3 separate regions of the Mus musculus genome follow, and all the other regions are linked to region 3. A link is a contact called in public Hi-C and promoter capture Hi-C data. All regions are on one chromosome and are shown on one strand. Each heading gives the region's core, a stretch centred on a gene start, on an enhancer-like site or on the middle of the called end of the contact. The rest is flanking DNA. Distances are from core to core; before and after follow the strand shown.

What was found. Promoter capture Hi-C pulls out the DNA fragments that hold promoters and counts their contacts. Hi-C and Micro-C count contacts between places; a contact is called where the count stands out from the background.
Region 1: a Hi-C map of B cells shows a contact between it and region 3, with 6 read pairs. The contact joins the promoter of Mad2l2 here to the promoter of Dnajc16 in region 3. A contact is called at or near these places in 1 of 39 promoter capture datasets (cranial neural crest) and 1 of 484 Hi-C or Micro-C datasets (B cells).
Region 2: a promoter capture Hi-C map of pre-B cells shows a contact between it and region 3. The contact joins the promoter of Park7 here to the promoter of Dnajc16 in region 3.

The regions. Positions count from the first base shown.
Region 1 is chr4:148,138,996-148,141,753 of GRCm38.p6, forward strand. Mad2l2 (MAD2 mitotic arrest deficient-like 2) reads left to right here and starts at 1,495. Exons shown (of 8, transcript NM_027985.3): 1 at 1,495-1,839; 2 at 1,920-2,038. The coding sequence starts at 1,800.
Region 2 is chr4:150,908,594-150,911,498 of GRCm38.p6, forward strand. It overlaps Park7 (Parkinson disease (autosomal recessive, early onset) 7), which reads right to left and starts at 1,328. Exons shown (of 7, transcript NM_020569.3): 1 at 1,190-1,328.
Region 3 is chr4:141,789,210-141,791,975 of GRCm38.p6, forward strand. It overlaps Dnajc16 (DnaJ heat shock protein family (Hsp40) member C16), which reads right to left and starts at 1,435. Exons shown (of 15, transcript NM_172338.2): 1 at 1,381-1,435.

The sequences.
Region 1 (2,758 bases), core at 245-2,744, 6.3 Mb after region 3:
GGAGGGCAGAGTCTAAATCAGTGGTTCTCAACCTTCCTAATGCTGCAACCCTTCCACACAGTTCCTCATGTGGTGACTCCCAATCATAAAATTATTTTCATTGCTACTTCATAACTGCAATTTCACAACAGTCAGGAATTGTAAATATCTGATATGCAGAATATCTGATATGCCACCCCTGGGAAAGAGTCATTTGACCCCAAAGGGGTTGAAGCCCACACATTGAACCACTTCTTTAAATTCTCTTGGCTTCTAGGCCTGCCATGTCACCCCTAACTCCAGACCATTTCTCTAACCTCAGATTTTCTTTCAGTTAAACAGAAGGGTGTGAGTTAAGCTGAATTCTCACCTAGCGTCAGAACATATTGCATCCGTGAGGCTTTGGTGAAAGAAGGAACGTTCCTGAGCCTATTGTACATCTATAAAGTTGGGCTGTGAAGGCAATACTTAGCTCCTAGGGCTAATAAAGGAATTAATATAAATCAGAGTTTGGGGAGGTGGAGAGATGGCTTAGTGGTTAAGACCACTGGCTGCTCTTCCCGAGGAAGTGAGAGGTAGGGTACTGGGTGGTGAATGGTGGTTTCAATTTGTAGCACCTATATAGTGGTTCACAATCATCTGTAGCTATAGTTTCAGGAGATCTGACGCCCTCTTTTGGCTTTCACCTGCACCAAGCAGTCACATACTGCCCAGACATAGATGCAGACAAAACACCTACGCACATTAAATAAATAGAATTCAGGGTTTGTAATATAAAAGGGTTCCGTATAATGGATATAATTTTCATACTATTAAAATGATCTGAGGCCCTTTCGACTCCTCTGGAATTGAGTCCGTACCTCTACAGGAAGGACCCTGGAGCAGCACTGCTGCCCGCCCCCTCCGCTTGCTCACGACACAGACAAGTCCTCATTAGGCTCGTCCGCAGAAAAAAAAGACGGCCAGGAACCCACACGTATTCTGAAGATTTATTGAGTCAACTCCCAGACACCCAGCCCAGCGCCTACTGGCTGCAGCTTCCAAAGGTCAGCTATTGAGAAGAAACCATGGGACACTTAGTTCTCTAGGGAGGTCAAGCCCCGATGTTACTTGAGTTTCGGGTCGGGGTGGAGCGTCTCGGTTGCTTCTTACCGTTCCCTGTCCCCGCCCCCAAGCCTGCGGATTCGCTTTCGGTTGGGCAAGCTAAGAGTCCGGGGACGTTGACGCTGGACTAGCAGCAGATGTCGCTGCCCTCCCTTGGTACCCAGCTGTGCTTGCAGCAGGTTCTCACTTGCAACTACTAAAGAGAAATGTCCGGGAGGAGAAAACACAGCGATCATACGCAGAGGCCATGGAAATCTCTTGATCGCTCCCACCTGAAATCCAAAGGCGGTTTAGCTCGTTCCTTGGAGATTCCTGTAGCTCAGGCGGGGCTCCGCCCCTAAGCTCCACCCCCGAGCCTGCCCCGCCTCTCCCAACAGGGCGAGGTTCTGATTGGACAGCTCCGGGGTAGGCGTGGCTTATGGTTGTGCTGGGACCGCGGGAGCACCGCGGTGGTTACTGAGGCCAGGGGATTCTGGAGTAGCGCGTTAGGGGTCTCAGACGGTGGTTTCTATAGCCCGGTCGTAGATTGGAACCTGAGGTCGAAACCGGAGCCGGCGAATCGGGGAGGAGCGTAGAGAGGGCGGGATTTCCGCCGAGAGGGATCCGGCTGCTCAGGGGGCGGGGCTTCCCCCGACCGGGCTGCGTTTCCCGCGTGCGGGGTCGGTTGCCTTGAGTCCCTACAGACACCCTCCACGCCCTCCCCCAGGCGGCCAAGGATGACCACCCTCACGCGCCAAGACCTCAACTTTGGCCAAGGTAGGGATCTGAGCCTGCGGGGGGTGGAGGGAGTGCGATCCTGGTTGGAGTCCTGCTCATCAGCTGTGTCCCCACCACAGTGGTGGCTGACGTGCTCTCCGAGTTCCTGGAGGTGGCCGTGCACCTGATTCTCTATGTGCGCGAGGTCTACCCGGTGGGCATCTTCCAGAAGCGCAAGAAGTACAACGTGCCGGTTCAGGTGAGCCCCGGTGCCCGGCTGGATTTAAAAACCTTTATTCTACTTGCAAGCTTCCTCACTCCTCAACAGAGGCTGATAGCGGACAGCCTCCTGTCTCTCACCACCCAGCCCTTCCCTCCCTGAACTCAGATAAATTCTCTGGGTTAGATGGTTAGCTCTCTGGATGAGAGCTGTTCCAAGCTTGCATTTTAAAGGGTTTCTGAGGTTTGGATAAAGAGGATTCCCATTGTCTGTCACCTTCTTTCTCTTTTCATTCTCCCTAAACTCTAAAAAAATATTTATTAGCCGGGCAGTGGTCGCTAATCCCAGCACTTGGGAGGCAGAGGCAGAGGCAGGTGGATTTCTGAGTTCGAGGCCAGCCTGGTCTACAAAGTGAGTTCCAGGACAGCCAGGGCTATACAGAGAAACCCTGTCTCGAAAGAAAAAAAGAAAAAAAAAAAAAAAGAAAGAAAAAAGGGAAAAAACCAAAAAGAATATTATGATTAATTATTTGTCTCCTTGTTTAGTCTTGGCTGGTGTGGAGTCTCCACTATGTAGGCCAGGCTAGCCCGAAACTCACAGAAATTCTCCTGTCTCAGTCTCTCTAGTGCTGGAAACAAAGGTGTGAGCCACCATACCTAGCTTTTTACTTTTTAAGATCTATATTAATTGTGTGTGTGTGTGTCTATGTCTGTTTGTTGGGGGTGTTCACTGAGGCAGGAAGAACACATGGGAACCCTT
Region 2 (2,905 bases), core at 78-2,577, 9.1 Mb after region 3:
CAGGGTGGCTGGGGTGGGTAGTCTGTGGCTAAGAGCACTGGATCAAGGTTTAGTTCCCAGCACCCACAGGGCTGCTCCCAATTGTCTGCATCTCCAGGTCCAGGGGATACAGCGCCCTCTTCTGGCCTCTGCACATACATATATGCAAGCAGAATGCTGATACATCAAAATTAAATCCTTGCATGCCTTTAATCCCAGCACTCGGGAGGCAGAGGCAGGTGGAGTTCTGAGTTCGAGGCCAGCCTGGTCTACAAAGTGAGTTCCAGGACAGCCAGGGCTATACAGAGAAATCCTGTCTCGAAAAACAAACAAACAAACAAACAAACACCAACCAACCAAAATCTAAATCCTTTAAAAAAAATAATAAATGTGGGATTGCCAATGTGTGCTAGTATTCTTTGCATTTTCCCTTACTGTGCTTTCTTAGGACCAATCTCTAACGAAGACAGGTCACATAACGGGCCCTGCATATCAGTCACACTGTGGAGAGGCTGGTTTTCTTAAAATACTCTGAAGGAGGGAGGGAGGGAAGGAAAAGAATAAGAGAAATAAGAGAAAGAGAGAAGGGGAGGGGAGGGGGAGCGAGTCGAGCGCACACCTTTAGTCTCAGCGCTTGGGAGGAAGAGACAGAGACAGGAGTATCTATCTGTGAGTTCGAGGCCAGCCTGGTCTACAGCGTGAGTTCCATGATAGCCAGGGTTACAGAGAAACCCTGTCTCAAAAAACCCAAACCAAAACAAAAAAGCAAAGCAAAACAAAAAACCCCAAATCCACAATTTCACTGGTAAAAAACCAACTTGTAAATTTCGAAGGTTTTGTTCTTGTTGTTGATGTTCCAATAAACTGCTAAAATGTCAGGACCGGGTTGGGGGAGTCCAAAGGTGCTAAATCTCTGACCACACTGCTAATGATTAATAAAGATGGACTATCTCTTTAGGAGGTCAGCCCTGCTGCGGCCGGGAACAGCTAGCCGCCACTCGGAGGCACTTTCCGCGTGCTTTCCCTGCACGCTCCCCACGCATCACAACTTTGGTCAAGCCTTCCAGTAACTGCGCTCGCTCCAACCCGGAGGATGCTGTGCAGAGCCTGGCCCGGCATGCACTGCGGCCGCTGCCCCCAGCCCGCCCAGCCGGGACCCTCCGGGGCAGCGGGCGGATCACAGCCCGGCCTCTAGCCCCAGGGCGCTGACCTGCAGCCGCGCCTCCTCCACCCACGCGAAGCCACCGCTAGTCCGCAGGAACCTCGCACCCGACGTGTACCCAGCACGCATGCGCGCCACCCGCACTGAGGCTGCGCACAACCCCTCGCTTCCGCCTCGGCCTGCGTCATGTCCGGCTGAGCCCAGGCCCCGGGGTGGGGGTGGGGGGAGGAGCGAATAGAGGCTACTGCGGCTGCGCAGCGCTTGTACCATCTCGCCCCCAGACAACGGTACCGCCCACCCTGCGGGCGCCTGCGCAATTGCCCCTCTCTGCCTCTTCGACGTTTAAGTTGATAGTGGTTCCGAGTTTGAGGCCTGGCTGGGCTACAGCCTGAACCCCACACTTGTAATCCTAGCACATGCGAATTCACAGGCTGAAGTTCAGTCATTTTTGGAAGCCGTCTTACATTACGGTTTTTGTGGACCGTTTGCCTTTCTTGCCCCTTACTGTGACATCCCCTCTATTTGCCCCTGGCCTGCTAGTCTTCGTTCCACGTCATCCCAGGCCTGTCCCTCCCAGCTAGGCCTGGTCACCCTGTCCCCTGGGTCACAGGACGGTGTCAAGCTTTAAGAGCTCTTGCTGGTTTTGCAAAGGACCCAGGTTCGGTTCCCAGCATCCATTTGGGGAGACTCACCACTGCCTAACTCCGGATCCTGAGGATCTAATGCCATCTTCTGACCTCCACGGGCACTGCACTCATATGCACACAAATAATAAAATGTCCTACTGCACCCTCGGGTTGGAGCAATGCTATCATCTACGATAAGATAAATTATTTAATTATCTCATTTTATTTCAGCTTTTTACACTTCTGGGTTGACAGTTACTGTGTGTGCATCTCAACCTGTGCCAAAGGGTGCACGTGGAAACTCACAGAAGACCACTCGCCTTAGTGTGTTCTTTCTTTACTACAAGGTCTCGGATGGAACTCAAATCCTCCGGTGTGTGGCAAGCACCCTTACCTGTCGAGCCCTCCCACCGGCTCTCTCCTGAGTTTTTAATAGTTATCTTTCAGCTTACAGGAGGGAGACCCACCCTCACCTGGTCCTATCTGTACCCACCTCAGAGAAAGCCAGCTCGTTTGGCAAGTCTCAGTACTTTTTATACAAACCCCCGACAGGATATAAACTTGCTTTCCTTCCTATATGGAGATTGAATACCTCACATACATTGGCTGACCTCCATCATAGGTTCATATTGGAAATCTTATAAACTGGAAATTCTTTTTTTTTTTTTTTTTTTTTTTTTGGTTTTTCGAGACAGGGTTTCTCTGTGTAGCCCTGGCTGTCCTGGAACTCACTTTGTAGACCAGGCTGGCCTCGAACTCAGAAATCCGCCTGCCTCTGCCTCCCGAATGCTGGGATTAAAGGCGTGTGCCACCACGCCCAGCTTCAAACTGGAAATTCTTACAGTAGGAGTAGTTTAATTCTTAAAAATTGCTAAGTCATGTATATATACAATAAAACTTGGGCAACTGCTTTAGGAGTTGTGGAATGGACTGGTTCTTCACTATGTGCAAAGGGAAAAGACAGAGCCAGCCCCTTCAGCTTTGAAGGTACGGAAAGCTGGAGTGACAGAAAGAAGACCAGGACAGCTTGTCAGATGTGAGCTTCAAGATCCACAGAGGGTGTTGGGCTTGGTGGCTCATGCCTGCAACCCCAAGTACTTAAGTAAGGAGTGAAACCTGCCTCCAGGGGAACACAGGC
Region 3 (2,766 bases), core at 185-2,684:
TAGTTGACCCTATCTTTAAAACAAAAAAGACCACTATTTTTGAATATCACACACAAGAACTATTATGAATTAAAAAAAAAAAGACAAGTCATAATAGATTAATAGATTAGAAAAGTCCTTTTAAAATTACTGGAAATGAATGCTCTGAAACAAGTGGTGACTCTGAGAATATATCTAGGATATCCAGGAGAGGATATCTCAAATGCACCATTTCATCTATCATAACAATAAACTTAAAATAATTGGCTTCAGAGTAGCTGAGAACGGGTCAAATTAGCTCACAAACTCATCATGATTTCTCATGTACTAAATTACATTCTAGGATCATTGTGGCATTTCTGGACACTAAATAGACATGAAAGTAAAACACCTTAAAATAACTGTGCATTAATATTCAGAAGTCTGCTATTATTAAGAATCCAGTTTCTTATCTAAAGAGAACAGGAAAGACTAGAAGAATAGGCACGGCTTTAAAATGTTTTAAACTACAACTCAGCTGAGGGGTAGAACTCAGTGTGGGTTTTGGAATAATCCTGGCTGGTTGATAAGGAGATAGCGTGGACCTGGAGATACACACACTCACACAGGGGGCTGTGATCTTTTATACCATATGCTGGTTTCATGGGTCCATTTATCTTGACCTCACAGTGTTTAGTAAGGTTCAGTGGCTGACACCTTACTCAGGGGGGGTGGATTTTGACAAGTGCAAGCCATAAACCCTGCTTGGGAGTCTTTATAAACAGTTGACCACTGTTTAGAACTGCACACATGCTAAGTAAAATCCACAAGCAAGCCAGTTCCTGTTTCTCTTTTAAGACAGCCTGTTCTGAGGTACTGGCTAAACTCACCCAGATTGGGGATCAGATTGCGGGGGTGGGGGGCTGTCCACCACCATTCTAGGACCTAAACCTGTGTTCTTGCTGATAGGGTGTGACTGAACACCAGCACCTAGCAGGATCTTTATGGGGATGGGGTACAGTAAAGTGGGTAAGGGGTTTACTAAGCAGAATCCACAGGCAGGGTGGGTGAAGTGTCTGCTGCGGGAGTGGGTGAGGTGGGGACAATTTTTGGCTGACGTTCTCCAGCTCCAGGGGGCCGGCCACAGGATTGGGGACGCGCTGGCCAACAGGTAGCCCTCGGCGTCCCCAAGCGCAGGCGGCGGAGGCTCCCCAGACGCTCCGCAGGACCAAGTCCCGACTCGGGCGCCCGCCCGGGTTACGACCTTCCGGGAGGCGGCCCCCTCCCCCGCCGCCCCGGTTCCTGTCGGCTCCCGGGGCCCCCCGGGGCCCAGCGCGGGCTGAGGACGCGGAGGATCTGACGGGAGATCCCCCAGCTTGCAAGGCCCCGCCACGCTCGCGCGTCAAGCCGGGAAGGAGTTACCGGGAAAGGGCACCGGCCCAACCGGCCGCAGCGTCCGTGCTCCAGTGAATCCGCCGGGGCCGGCGCTTCCAGTCCACACCAGAGAACCTGGGGAGGGGAAGGAGGCGGGGCCCAGGCCCGGGGCAGTCACGTGTCACTTAAAGACCCCACGCCTGCGACGCGCGCACAGACCGGTTTAGGCCGCACACGCGATGAACCTATTTTGGCCTTGACGGTCACCGTAGGCACCTGGATCTGGCGCAGTTGCTATAGGAACGGAGAGCGCTCTCTGGCTGGGTCTGAAAGCTTGCTCTTGACTAGCGAGGCCAGAACGTGCCTTCTAGCGAGGCGGAGTCGCTATGCATCACGGGATACCAGGAAGACCTCCCGGAACCGGGGAGGGGTTTCCACTGGTTGCCAGAAGATGGCCCACATCTAGCAACTGTTGCTAGGACGGGGACGCAGTCGCTGGTCCCAGTTCACTTTGACCCTATTCATAGAATCCTAGAGCGTCAGCGTTTGAGGCGACCTTAGGGATTCTTCCTAGTTCAACCTCTTCATATACTGAAGTTCGGAGAGGGCCAAAGACTTGCCCGAAGCTTAGAATCCAAGGCTCCAAATTCAGTACATCAACCCAAGGATGTTCTAGACTGGAATTTGGACAAGAACTGAGGGAAAGACGGGCGTGGTTGCGCACGCCTTTAATCCCAGCACTTGGGAGGCAGAGGCAGGTGGATATTTGAGTTCGAGGCCAGCCTGGTCTACAAAGTGAGTTCCAGGACAGCCAGGACTGTACAGAGAAACCCTGTCTTGAAAAAACAAACAAACAAGCAAACAAACAAACAAACAAACAAACAAAAGAACCGAGGGAAGAGGGCGTGGTGAATAAGGCTGACATTTTTTTTTTTTTTTTTTGCGCCCGTGACCAAGGGCTCTTGATGTATTTTCTATTCCATGCCTCGTGTTGAGTGAGTTCTTATGTAATCGGTTTCTAAAACACTTACCTAGCATGCTGTTTTTGTTGTTTGCTTTTGAGACAGGGTCTCACCGTGTAATCCTCGCTGGCCTGGAACTTACTAGGTGAATCAGGGTGGTCTCAAACTCAGGAGATCTGCCTGCCTCTGCCTCCTCAAAGAGTGCCGGGATTAAAAGTCTGCACTACCATGCCTGGCTCTCTCTTCTATACATTTAGTGTATATCGTTGTTCTTTGGGCTCTTTCAGGTAGAGCTCTTTCAGGTAAGCTCCTGCAGGTAGAGTCTCACACTTTTCTTGTTCAGCATTGTATCACTGTCTGCACAGACCTTGGTTTGTACAAGCTGCCAGTAAATATTTGAATAGTTAGTTGCAAAATAAATAAAAAATGAAGCTAAAGCCTATCATCGTCATCCCCCCCCCCCCCCCCGCCT